Regions from separate parts of the Mus musculus genome. Here region 2 is linked to region 1. A link is a contact called in public Hi-C data. All regions are on one chromosome and are shown on one strand. Each heading gives the region's core, a stretch centred on a gene start, on an enhancer-like site or on the middle of the called end of the contact. The rest is flanking DNA. Distances are from core to core; before and after follow the strand shown. Region 1 holds the start of Gm48249 (a long non-coding RNA gene). Region 2 overlaps Mtfr2 (mitochondrial fission regulator 2).

Region 1 (7,082 bases), core at 1,596-4,095:
ATCACGGTCCTTGCAACAAACGCTTGCTAGTGTATGCAATGGTGTCATCGTTTGGAGGCTAATTATGGGATGGATCCCTGGATATGGCAGTCTCTAGATGGTCCATCCTTTTGTCTCAGCTCCAAACTTTGTCTCTGTAATTAATCCTTTTTTCTAGATGACTAGGCAATTGTCTCGCTATTGTTTATTAAAATCCACTATTGGTCCCCATTTTGAAAGACAGTTATTATAATTTATTTTATTAACAATCTAGGAAGTTTGGGGCCATCAGCAGTTCCAGTGCAATTTCAGATGCAATTGGGAATTCAGGGATTTCAGTGGAACTGTTAGTATAGCGGACCTAGATAAAATACATACGCACTTTTTTTTTTTTTTTTTGGTTTTTCGAGACAAGGTTTCTCTGTGTAGCTCTGGCTGTCCTGGAACTCACTCTGTAGACCAGGCTGGCCTCGAACTCAGAAATTTGCCTGCCTCTGCCTCCCAAGTGCTGGGATTAAAGGCGTGCGCCACCACGCCCGGCACATGCACACTTTCAGTAGCACATGTGAGGGGATCCCTCTAAAACTGACCTGGACCACTCCACATGGCCTTTATCGTCCCTGATGTTAATGCATGTTCTCTCTTTACAATAAACTCGTGGCCATCAGAAGATACTAATTTCACATATTATAGAACACTGTCTTAGTTAGGGTCTCATTGCTGTGAAGAGCCACCATGACCGTGTTAACTCATAAAGAAGAACATTTAATTGGGGGCTGGCTTATAGTTTCTGAGGTTCAATCCATTATCATCACGGTGGGAAGGATGGCAGCAGGCAGGCAGACTTGGGGCTGGAGATGAAGCTAAGATGTCTTACATCTTGGGCTGGTGATATGGCTCAGCGGGCAAGAACACTGACTGCTCTTCCAAAGGTCCCGAGTTCAAATCCCAGCAACCACCTGGTGGTTCACACCCACCCGTAATGAGATCTGACACCCTCTTCTGGTACATTTGAGGACAGCTACAGTGTACTTATTTATAATAATAATAAAGAAATCTTTGGGCCGGAGCAAGTAGGGACTGAGTGAGTGGAGTTGACCAGGGCAAGCAGGGCCGACTGGAACAACCAGAGGTCCTAAAAATTCAATTTCCAACAACCACATCAAGGCTCCATACAGCTACAGTGTACTCATATAAATTTTTTTTTTTCTTTAAAGAGTTCTTACATCTTGATCCACAGGCAGCAGGAGAGACTGAAACACCCTGGCCAGACTTGAGCTTTTAAGATCACCTCCACTGTGACTCGGGCCACACCTACTACAACAAAACCACACTTCTAAAGGAGAGAGAGAGAGAGAGAGAGAGAGAGAGAGAGAGAGAATTCTCAAGTTGATTTTAACTTTTGTTTGAAAATGTAGTTAACCTAGAAGAGCCTGAACAAAGAAGAATGGATGGGGTGGACTCATTCCACTTAGGTCTTCTCTCTCCCTCTCACTCTCTCTCCCTCCCTCCCTCCCTCCCTTTTCCTTCCTTCCTTCCTTCCTTCCTTCCTTCCTTCCCTTTCTTCTCCGAGACAGGGTTTCTCTGTGTAACAGTCCTGGTTGCCCTGGAACTCACTCTGTAGACCAGGCTGGTCTCAAACTCATAGGCACCCACCTGCAGCCAGCATTGAGTCTTACTATGAACTAAAGTTACATTTAAGTGTGTTAATGATTTAAGTATGGACAAATAGTTCCACAACCAGAATAGATAGCGTAGAGATTGTCCCATGCATGTAGGATCAAGAGGCTTCTAAGTTGACAGACAATTAAATGGAGAAATTAAATGAAACTGTTCTGAGCACACAGTGCTGTCTACCAGGATTGCTGTGTCCTGGTTAGTTTTTAATGTCACCTTGACACTAGCTAGTGTCATCTGAGAGGAGGGAACCTCAACCGAGATCAGGCAAACCCATAGAGCGTTTTTATCTTGAATATCATCTGCAGTCATTTGGACAGTAACCTATGTGATTTACTACAGTTATGTATTTCATTGTACACATGTCAATTTGTCATAAGTTGTTGCTTAGATCTTCCTGATGTGGTTTATATTTTAAGCTTTATGTATCCCCTTATTATGGTCACTCAAAAGGGGTTATCAGCTGGATGTGGTAACTCATGTTTATAACTTCAGAACTTGGGGGGGGGGGGTTGAGGCCAACCTAGGCTACAGTGTTAGTTCTAGACCATGTAGGAGTATATACGCAGACCCTGTCACAAACACTAACAAACAAAAGAGGGATTGAAGCAATCGAAATGATAGAGGTAGAACACTCAGTGTCCACAGGCGGCTCCGGTCTTCCCAGCATTTACAGGGAATTTTTGTTTGTTTGCTTTAACATTTACTGCAATTCCACTGACGATTCACAGAGATTCCTGGGAGGAAACCCTGAGACAAGGCCCAGGGCCTGTCAGGAAACTTGCCTTCCAACTCAGGTGGACAAGAACCAAGGGCTTTGTCTATGAGAAGGTGAACAACTGCCCATAATACAGGAAGGGAGGTCCGACCCTAATCCTGCCTTCCTCTCCCCGAGAAACTGCTGACATTTAAGCCACAGCAGCAGAAGAGGCAAAGATAATTGGACAGTGTGCACCTGCCTGTCTGCTCGTACATTACAGGCGGTGAGTTGAGTTTGAGACGAATCCTTTTGTCAGTCGTGGGAAGCTAAGGATCCCCTCTGGGTAAATTGAGGGGACCCTCTCTGAGCATTGTAGCCCAGCTAGATCAAAATTAGGGGAGCAGAAGCCCTTATACTGGGCAGCCTCAGTGAGGATCGTGTCTACCGGAAAGGGTAGCAAGCTAATTCAGGGAATGAAGATGACCAGACTCAGCCGCTGAAAACGGACTGAACTATCGTCCTAGTAGCTCACTGCCGCCACCTCCTGGAGATGTAGGGACTTAGCCGTGCTGTTCAATTAGGTTTTTTTGTTTTGTTTTCTTTTGTTTTGTTTTTTTTAAAATAAATCCCATTGCCATTCTCATAACTGGCAATTAATATTGACACAAACAATAACATTTATCATTTTAAAATATTATATCTGGTGGCTAAAATACTACATTCTTTTTTATTTCATTTTTTAAAGAAAAATAGTTAACTACCCAGGGTCCCATTCTGCTCCCTCAATGTCTGCAGTTTAATACGATTTTTTGTATAAGATAAATTACAAGGAAAAAAGAGCAATATTTCCGCTTACCAGAAACCAGTTACTATAATGTACACTGCAGGTGTTCTATTTGGTGTTGTTTTTTATTTGTTTTGATAAGTTCTTACTCTGTAGCCCAGAAGGGATGCAAACTCTAGGTACTCCTGTCTCAACCTCCTGAAGGCTGGATTACAGGTCTGTGTCACCATTCCCACAGAAAACAAAATCTGGTTGTCGGCTTTGAGTGTGTGTGTGTGTGTGTGTGTGTGCGCGCGCGTGTGCGCATGCACAAGCAATCCCGTTTCAGTGCTGTGTGCATGCTTATGTTTACACATCCACGCATGTGCATGCATATGCACATAAAGACCCAAAGCTGATGTCAGTATCTTCCTCTACTATTCTCCACTGTTTTTACCGAGGCAATGGTCCAGACTGAACCGGCCGGAGCTTGCGGTTCTAGCCAGGCAGCTTCCTCTAGGCAAGCTCGCGCTTTATCCACTGAGCATCTGCCCAACCCTGGTTTCATTTATTTGTAACAGTGTAGTTCAGACTGGCATCAAACTCACTGTGTGGGCCAAGGATAAGCTCAAACTTTTGATTTTGCAGCCTCCACCATGCCCAGCTGTGTATATATATATATATATATATATATATATATATATATATAACCCATTTATAATGATACTAAGAAATAACAAAGATCTAACAATCTAAGAAAAGGTATGAGCCTTCTATACAGGAAACTAAAGTTCTGTGAGCTGAGAGAGAAATTAAAGAACATTTCACCATGACCGAAGCAACTCGAGGAAGAAAGGGTTTATTTGGCTTATGTTTCCATAGCACTGTTCATCATCAAAGGAGGCCAGGACAGGAACTCAGACAAGGCAGGATCCTGGAGGCGGAAGCTGATGCAGAGGCTGTGGGGGGTGCTGCTCACTGGTTTGCTAGTCATGGTCCGTTCAGCCTGCTGTCTGTAGAATCCAGAACCACCAGCCTAGGGATGGAGTAGGGTAAAAGGGCCAAAGGGTGGGGGGGCACTTTGACCCTGACTTGATCCCAAGACCAGGGCCAAGAAACAAGAGCCCACCAATCCCTGAGCACAAAAACCCCATCCCTGAGCATACACACACACACACACACACACACACACACACACACACACACACACACATCTCATTGATCCCTGAACAGGAAACCCCACCAATCCCTGAGCTCAAGACTAGGAACTGAAACCCCACCAATTCTCACCCTGGAAATCTCCCCGCCTCCCCACCCACCCCATCCCCACCCCAAGAAGCCATATATAAAGCTTGAGTTCTGCTCAGTACTTGGTTGCTTCTATCCCCAGTATTGGCAGTCTTCTGGTCTTTTCCTCCCAATAAATCTCTCGTGTGAGGTTTGTTGTGTGGTATGACTGTGGCATTCCTTGGCTTCCTACTGCCAGGATACCTCTCCAAGGAGAGCTATAATACCTTTTGCTTGGTAAACCTCCTCCTGTTGGAAGAGCTGAAACGCTTCTGTAGGGGAAACCTTTCCCTTCAAAGCTACTACAGATGAAACCTTCCATAGTGGGCTGGACCCTTCCGCATTGATCACTAATTAAGAACAAGCTGAACAGCTGAATCTTACGGAGTCATTTTCTCAATGAGGCTCCCTTATCTCTGTTGACTCTAGCTCTGTCAAGTTGACACAGAACCGGCCAGTACACCTGAGCAGGTCTGTAGGGCCCTGACAAAGGAAACTGGTAATCCCGGGTACCTACCACACATGGATTCTAAAGCTGGCTCTGGCTGGGGTCTGTTGTGACACTCCAGGTTCCTAGCATTTCTGAGCTGTAGTTTCACTTAAAAATGGTAACTGACTCTCCTAAAGCCTACCTTAAAATGGTGAAAATTCGGGCTGGTGAGATGGCTCAGTGGTTAAGAGCTCCGACTGCTCTTCCTAAGGTCCCGAGTTCAAATCCCAGCAACCACATGGTGACTCACAATCATCCGTAACAAAATCTGATGCCCTCTTCTGGAGTGACTGAAGACAGCTACGGTGTACTTATGTATAACAAACAAAGAAAGAAAGATTAAAAAAAATGGTGAAAATTCACTGAGAAATGAGAAAGATAAAAAAGAAGGGCTTATGGGGTGGGTTTACATTAAATTTTCCCATTCAGTAATGAGTCCTAAACTGCTCTCTTTCCAATTTTATTGTAATTTTTCCTTTTGGCAAAGCTAAGAGCAGGTAGGAGTTAAACAGAGATTTTAAATTCCTTGTGCTTGGCAAATGTGATCCTGGAATCTGGTTGCTTAACACAGAAAGATTCTGAGTTTGGTAGCAATCTGGGCAACATAGTCAGGACCCATCTCAAAAAACAAACAAAACAAATGAAACAAAACTGAAAAAAAATGTCATCTTTATAAGTAAACTTACAGAGTTAGGGTTAAAAGAGGAAAAAAGATAGACATGACCTTTATGTAAAGTTTTGTTGTAATTTCATGATAATTAAGTTTATCACTAATACTATACTTCTGGTGCTATTTGCCATTACATTTTTTGTGAAAAGTATTTCATATATATAGCAATACCTCAATGGACATTGGAGCTCAAAATTATATTATTTAGTGTGTGTGTGTGTGTGTGTGTGTGTGTGCCTCTGCAACTAACATGGAAGCAAAGGAGGTCAGAGGGTAACGCGAGGGAGTTGGGTCATTCCTTGTGCCGGGGTCACAGGGTCACAGGTCACAGGGATTGAGCTCGGGTTGTCTTCAGGCTTGGCATTTGTCGGCTTGCACTGGCTGTCATGGTGGCCCCATCATGAATAAGGCTTTGTTTGTTTGCTTTTGTTGTTGCTCTGTTTATTTGTTCTTAACATGAATCACAAGGGAGAAAACAGGGGCCAGACTAGGCATGTTGGGAGACACCGCTTGGGGTCACATTAAAGCGCCGTGCTATCTATAAAGGCGATTTCTGTTCTTAAGCATCTTTGCTGTTTGTAGGAGACAGAAATACGCCTCAATGTAAAATATAAGCATAAACATTTAAATTAGTATAATGGCTTATTTCTTTAACCTAGAAAGTTGATGCAGGTGGACTGCTATGAGTTAGAGGCCAGTTTGGGCTACATACTATGTGGTGTCTAATTAGTCCCAGTGGGTTTGGGTGGCGCCTGCCAGGTCTGTAGATGGTTCTCAGTCTTCAGAGAATTGCTCTGGGTGAGGTAGTGGTGGTGGTGGTGGCAGTGGTGGCGACTGCGACCCTGAAATGTTCCATCACTGCAGAGGTTGCTTCTTTTCAAATAGAGAATGCTCGCAAACAAACGGAGAAACCACTGTCTGAAGTCTGCATCTCACGGCAAGGTCCACAGCATTCAGCGTCTAAGGAACGCTGGGAAAAGGAGAAAGAGAAGGAAAGGAGAGAGCGAGAGAGCGAGAGCGAGCGAAAGCAAGCGAGAGAGAGTGAGTGAGAGAGCGAGAGAGAGCGCACAAGTGAGAGCGAGAGCAACTGGGAGGGCCTGAGGCTTTTGCAGTGTCTGCCTCTGTCTGCTGGGCCTCTCTTGAAGTTTGCACAGTCATATCCCTTGGGTGGTTTGAATTCCAGATAAATTGAGGAGCTATGTCTCCATGGTAACAGCAGGGAGAAGAAAATGGGAAAACAAGCTAATATTTATAGCCCATGTCCGCTGATGTTGTGCTGGCTTCGGTCGTTATGCTATCGCAGGGCTAAGGTAGGAACGACATCTGTCTCTCCTGGTGCTTTAGTTCTGTTTTTTTTGCATTCTCCCTCCAGCATGGGTAGTGCTAGTTACAGCGCTTTGCCGCACTGTCCTTCGGCTGTGTCTGGTAAAAGAAACAGATTCCAGAGCCAGCTCCAGCGCTGACCTCACGTGGTTATCCAAAGTCCTCAGTTTCTTCATCTCTGAGTAATGCCTAC
Region 2 (7,082 bases), core at 4,227-6,726, 72 kb before region 1:
GATGTGTTTCCTGTATGCAACAAAATGCTGGGTCCTGTTTACATATCCTGTCTGCTAGTCTATGCCTTTTTTGGGAAATTGAGTCCATTGATGTTAAGAGGTATTAGGGAAAAGTGATTGTTACTTCCTGTTATTTTTGTAGTTAGAGGTGGAATTATGTTTGTGTGACTATCTTCTTCTGAGTTTGTTGAAAGAGTACTTTTTTGCTTTTTCTAGGGTGTAGTTTCCTTCCTTGTGTTGATGTTTTCCATCTATTATCCTTTGGAGGGCTGGATTTGTGGAAAGATATTGTGTAAATTTGTTTTTGTCATGAAGTATCTTGGTTTCTCCATCTATGGTAATTGAGAGTTTTGCTGGGTATAGTAGCCTGGGCTGGCATTTGTGTTCTCTTAGGGTCTGCATGACATCTGCCCAAGATCTTCTAGCATTCATAGACTCTGGCGAGAAGTGTGGTGTAATTCTGATTGGTCTGCCTTTATATGTTATTTGACCTTTTTCCCTTACAGTACATTATAATTGCAGCTGTAAAGTGGCTCCCTCAAATTGCACATAACACATATACTAGCAAAGTGTCTGAGACAAAATCACCATAAGGGAACAGGATGGATCCAGTTACAACCCAACTGAGTATATTTTAAATAGGGAATTTTGATTAAACACTTGAAAATCATAAGTCAAGCGAAGTGAGCTTTCGAGGTGTTTTAGTGTGTTTGTGTGTTTGTGTGTATGTGTGTGTTTGTGTGTATGTGTGTATGTGTGTGTAACAACAATTAAAGGAAAAGAGTCCATGCCTTGGGAAGAGTTCATGGGAAGGGTTGGAGAGAGGGAAATGAAGAGGAACAATGATGCAATTACAATTTAAAAAATAAAAAAAAAATCACTATAATTTTTTTCCACGTGACTGAGGAGAGAGTTCCAGGGTGCAGCATTTACATGACATGCACAAGGTTCTGGTGTTCAACTCCAGTACAGAAGAAACAGACACTGTGAGCATTGGTGTGAGGTGTAACTGTTTGATGGCTCATTGACCTTGAGAGGTCATTAATATCCTATGATGAGACATTTCAGTGGGTCAGGATGCTAGCCAGCAAGCCTGAAAAACTTCCCTGATACCCACACAGTGGAAATATTGGACAATTCCCTCAAATTGTCCTCTGCTCTTCACATGAGAATCATGGTGTGTACACCTACACACACACACACACACACACACATACACACACACACACACTATATATATATATATATATATATATATGTATATATATATATACACACATACATATATGCACAATTTTTAAAAATTAAGAAAACAAACCTATTTTTGATGTAACACTAAAATAGCTTGTTTTTAAACTTTTGATATAACTAATCAAGAGTCTGTTCATCTTTACTTAAAATTTTACCCTACCAGCTGCTAACCTTGGACGCAAACACCTATCCGAGCAATATAAGTTAAACCATATATTGAAGATCTTAAAGGTACTATGAACAACATGAATGCCCTAATTAATATGACTATTTGGAGCTGCAAATATAACTCTGAGGTAGGGTTCATGCTTCGAATGACCCAGAATTTGACCTCTAACAACACAAAAATTAAAATGACCACTGTACCTGGGTAACAGCACTAATATTGTCAAAGTATTTTTAGAATAAATATAGTGATAAAAATATTTAGGGAATTAGTCTTTAGACTTAGAAATGCCTTCAGAGGAGACCGAGAGTTAGCTCAATGCTATTTACCCATCAAGCATACAGTCTTGGATTTGTTCCCCAGCACAATAAGGGGGCTACAAATTCCTCAGTGTCTGAAAACAACACCTGCTTAAAATTAATTAAAAATAAACCACCTGAAAATCATGCCTATTGTAACCATGGTAGCCAATCACTGGAACCACCTGAGAATCGCATTCGTGGTAACCATGGTAACCAAACGTACTCTCCATCATCCCATTCACTCATTCCTTGGGCTTCTCTCTAATTCCTTGGCTTGTCTCTTGCTTGGCTACTTTCAAAAATCAAACTCCTCCTCAGAGGGCAAAGAATTAACTCTCCTGAAGTTGTTTTCCAGAATGTGAGGAGGCAGTTCTTGGGTAGACAATTCTATGACACATGAACAAAAGGAAAAAACTCTGGACTCACTCACTAGACTCTGGTCACTAGATCCAGTGTGGTCAAGCAGTGTTAACCATGAACCCTCCCCTTGAGCCAGCTTGTGGTTCCAGTCAGGGCCAAAGAGCCATCCCATGTTCTAGGAGTGAATGGTTCCACTTTTCAGCTTTCGGCTCGGAGGACGCTGTGGTGCAACTTTCTTCGGTCATCCTGAATCCGGGTTCATCCACCTTGGCCCCTAAGATCAGTCCTCTAGGTCTGTCTCCAAAAGAAAGTTGGCGATGACATTGCCAAGGCTACTGGTGACTGGAAAGGTCTCAGGGTTACAGTGAAACTGAGCATCCAGGACAGACAGGTCCAGACTGAGGTGGTGCCCTGTGCCTCTGCCCTGATCATCAAAGCCCTCAAGGCGCCACCAAGAGACAGGAAGAAGCAGAAGAACATTAAACACAGTGGGACCATTACTTTCGATGAGATTGTCACCATTGCCCAGCAGATGAGACACTGGCCTTTGGCCAGAGAACTTTCTGGAACTATCAAGGAGATCCTGGGTACTGTATAGTCTGTGGGCTGCAATGTGGATGGACGCCACCCTCATGACAATCATAGATGACATTAACAGTGGTGCAGTGGAATGCCCAGGTAGTTAAGAAGAAAATATTTCAATAAAAGACTAATAAACGAAACAACAACAACAAAAAGAAGAGTGACTAGTTGCTGGCACATTGACACAGCCAAGGAGGCCTTAGGTAATCCTGGTTTAAATCATAGCTGTGAAACTCTCACAGATTTGAGCAATTAACCTGCATTATATTTTTTTTTTACTCCTTTGGATAAAGTCTGCTAGAAATCATAAGTGTGGTGGGTTTTCTCTTCTTTTTAATCGTATTTAAACAACAAAATACTTGACTTATAGAGAAAGCTAGGATTTGTTTTGTACCCCTGCTTAAAAGACATTTCCCTACATGTAACAACTATTTGTAAAAATGTTAAAAAAAAAAAAAAAGCTCTCCTTGGTTTTACAAAGATGAAGCATTAAAATCCTCCAATTAAACAAACTATACAAGGACTTTTGTTTTGGGGTTTGTTGCTGTTGTTAAAACAGTGAAAGCAGAGTGACCCAGCGGACTAAGAGCAGCGGAGTGAGTGTGCCACTGAGAAAGGGGCTATTGTCACAGAACCAGTCCTTGCCTCCAAACGCTGTACACATGTGCAAACCGTTTGTGTACAACAGAGTAAGACTAGGGAAGGATAAAGAAGGAACAGAGATGTCCCGAGGTTGCCAGGATGTGCTAGAACCAAACTGTCTTCCTAATGGAGAATGTGTTCTTGGTCTATCACAACATCCTCACGTGAAGTTTTCCCTTCTGCAATACCCCATGTCTGATGCTGGAACACATCCATACCTTCATCCTCCTGGCCCAACTGTTCAGGTGTGTTTCAGTGATTGGCTGCCATCAGAGAGAAATCTGATCTGCCTCACTGACAAACCCTGTGGTTCACAATAGGCTTTCGTTAGCTGAGTGGTGCCTGCTTCTTAACTATCTATATACCACAGAACCATCTGCCCTGCCACCTTCTAATTGATAAGATCATTGTTCTCGGTCTTTCCCTGGGTTTCTTGTTGGCTGTGGCCAGCACTGAATTCTCTTTGGGGGCTGCTTCACAAAAGAAGTACCACGCCCACACTGAAGGAGCACACACCACCAGTAACAGCAGCACACGGTGGCTGCAGTATGGGCCAAGCAGGGGTTGGGCTGGTTGTGCATATGGTGGGGTGGTTGTTTCCCCCCCTCCAATACTGGGTAGGGCCTAGATAGAATCTTGTGCATGCTGGGCAAGCACTGAGCTATACCCTCAGCCTTCTTTTCACCTGAGACAGTGTCTAAGTTTTCAGACTGACCCTGGCCATTCTGTGGCCCAAGCAGATCTTGAGCCTGCAATCTTCTTGCCTCAGCCCTCCTGGTAGTTACAACTACAGTTCTGGGACACCAGACCACACTAGTTTGGGATTTGTTTTTGAGGCAATCTCCTGTAGGCTGAGTTGACCTTAAATGCCTGATCCTCCTGCCGCCATCTCTCAGATTCACAACCACACCCACCTTGGGCCCAGCCCTGAGTTTTAAATTCACATCAAGTCTGTTTTGACAAATGGGAAGCCATGTGTCAAAAGAGGTCTCATAGTCTAAGAGTGGCATGCACCGATTATCAATCAGGCACTCTGGGTTTAATCACAACTGTACTACTTGGAAGAAAATGACCTTAGGTGAGCTGCTTATGTGACATACACTCCACTGTCTTCATCTACAGAATGGGGATAACTCTTGAAAAGCTGTGCTAAATGGAGTATATACCTAGTGACTGTTGGGCGTAGACAGAAGTAAATGAATAAGACCCAGTTCCTATCCTTAGCAGAACCTGGTGAGACTGGGGAGAGCCAGCCCAGGAAGCAACTATTACAACAGATGCAGCAGTAGAGAGAAGCTCAGGGTCCCAGACAGAGAGCAGGCAATGGTCACATATACCAATGGGCTTTTAAGGAAAATGTCTTGAAGCAGGAGTAGGGATCCTCATAAAAATAAAAATACCACCAGTGTGTCCTCTGGTGGAGCAGAAGTTGCATGCTGCCCTTAACATGACAGAAGAACTAAAGCCACAGGGAATGGCTGATGCTGTAGGGTGGGGGAGCTTGTGAGTAGCTCAGACTGGAGGCAGACTGCCTGGGGTTTGAGTCTCGGCTCAGCACTATAATGGTATCATCCTGGGTCTAGTACTGACCCCTTCCCGCCTCTGAGAAGGGAGTGTGATGGTCCCTTTGAGGGAGTTGTGGGGAGGATTTAACAAATGAAAGTTTGTTAGAGCGCACAGGATTGTGCTAATACAAATTGAATATTCACTGTTTAAATTAAGTGTTAATCAGCTGTTAAGATTAGTCATCCTCTGACTTCAAACAGGATTATGTAAGCTGAAAGCAAGGTATGGGCTTCCAGAGAAAGCTAGCAACAGGAGGCTTGGCACAGCCCCATAGCTACCAGCTGCTTAAAGCAGAGCTAAACAGAAGGGTCCTTAGGGAGGTTAACCAGGCAGGTGCCACAGGATGAAACCCACCCGTGTTGCTCACAGTGGTTCCTGTGCCACTCCCTAGCAAAACAGCCATACTGTAGCTTTACAGTGGGGATAATCCTACTGCAATCTTGAATGTTAACAATTAAATACTGGCATGGCTTGCTTTAATTATTGACTTTTCACAAACATCTATTTGTGGGCCAGCAAGATGGCTCAGTGGGTAGAAGCACTTGCCACTGAGTCTGACAACTTGAGCATGATCTTCCAGAGCCCATACAATTCTTGACAACCGTACACTACCTATACACTAGTGTAATTAAAGCTATGTGTCTATTTGCTGGGGGAAAGTTGAATTAGCTGACTGATGCATGATTAAAAATGTCAAGGATATGCCAATTTATAATTTGTGACTGCCCTTTACAGAAGATGCTTGCACACTTCTCAATCTAGCCTTGTTTTACCAATGACATCTACTAAGTTGTCACTTGGCTGTGGTTAACAGCTGTTAGCAAGCTCAGCGTGCTCGGTTGGTACTGGACTTCCCTCTACTGGTAAATATAGAGAATTACAGCCCTAAGGTGTTTTGACTTTCAATTTGTTAATACACTGCTTTCTTACATACTTTATCTGTCAACTGTCTGGAATGCCTTCAGTAATGATGCACAGTTTAAATAGGTTAAAATTTTGTGTTTACAGTGTTTCCTATGGTTAGAACACGGATTGGAAAATCCATCTGCCTGGCTTCACAACCTATCTCACCACGTAGGCTTTGAGGACCTTGGGAGAGTGGCCGGACTAGTAACTCCCTCTGCCCAGTTTCCCATCTGCTGAGTGAGGCTACCAAAAGCCTACACCCACGCTATTGGTGTTGGGACTGAACGAGTCAATGCATGGAAAGTACTGAGATTGGCCAAAAGTGCGTTCAAAATGGAGGCCCTGATACACAACGGGTTTTATTTCTAAGTTCTTTACAATAAACTGTTGATGAGTGACAGACAAGTTAGGGTCCTCTGATAGGAGAGCACCTGGGGGAATGGGTGGGTGCTGACCCCACGGACACGGCCCCGCCCCCCTGCTCCCTGCTGCAACACAGGCGAAGCCAAGCAGGGAAGCATGCAAATGTATCACATTAGCACCAATGAGGAGACAGCCTACTGCAAATAAACTAGGGTTCACTTGTACCACCCCCCAAGAAATTCTAACAGAAATATAACCACTTCTCACAAAATAACCAGATTTCATAAAACAGTAAGAATATAATTTGAAATGTTAAATACTCAACCAAATTCAAAAGATCCATTTATTATAAAATCTACATTATATATATATATATATATATATATATATACACACACACACACACACACACACACATACATATGGGATACAAACATAATAGAGAACAAAGGGAACAAACCAGCCATCTGTGTGTGCAAAGCCAGTGTGGATGGAACTTATCAAGGGTCTACTTCTACTTGCAGTAGAAAGTTCAACCCTACATGACTAAAATTGTGACTATCTTTTTTTTCCCTTCAGTTTCTCAGGTGTTCCTGTGTTTTCACAACTATGACTAACTTAATAAAAAACAATATCATCTTCTGCTCACTAAAAATCCACAAGCTGCTGAAGGCCAAACAAACCGTATCACAGCAACTCACAAGACTGAAAGGAGCCTCAGTAGGAAGCCATAATTTTAGGCAGCTCACTGAACCATGTATTCCATTTTCAGTAGCAGTCTCATAAAGCAGGGAATCTATACCCCCAACTCTCTTCAGTAGCCAGTTAAATGCCACATCTTCCAAAAGCAGGGACAGTATTCTTAAGTGTCTTCCTCATTCCTCAGGCTGGGTGGAGATGGGTCCTGGGGTACAGCTTGATCACCCTAACAGAGGAGGTGATTC

Evidence for each region. A called contact is a pair of places that touch in the nucleus more often than the background predicts.
Region 2: a Hi-C map of bone marrow-derived macrophages shows a contact between it and region 1, with 1.8 times the contacts expected there. The contact joins two enhancer-like sites. A contact is called at or near these places in 1 of 39 promoter capture datasets (liver) and 7 of 484 Hi-C or Micro-C datasets (bone marrow-derived macrophages, brown adipocytes, cranial neural crest and 4 more).

What each region holds. Positions count from the first base shown.
Region 1 is chr10:20,286,369-20,293,450 of GRCm38.p6, reverse strand. It overlaps Gm48249 (a long non-coding RNA gene), which reads left to right and starts at 6,792. Exons shown (of 3, transcript XR_003948991.1): 1 at 6,792-6,876. It also overlaps the pseudogene Gm30285. Within about 2 kb of position 2,845, at least 66 of the 459 cell types and tissues checked have an H3K27ac peak or open chromatin away from gene starts, as enhancers often do. A contact at or near this core is called in bone marrow-derived macrophages, where this site is marked.
Region 2 is chr10:20,360,690-20,367,771 of GRCm38.p6, reverse strand. Mtfr2 (mitochondrial fission regulator 2) reads right to left here. Exons shown (of 7, transcript NM_027930.3): 7 at 6,103-7,082. It also overlaps the pseudogene Gm48537. Among named protein-coding and RNA genes, the nearest start is that of Mtfr2, 16 kb to the right of the region's middle. Within about 2 kb of position 5,476, at least 12 of the 459 cell types and tissues checked have an H3K27ac peak or open chromatin away from gene starts, as enhancers often do. A contact at or near this core is called in bone marrow-derived macrophages, where this site is marked.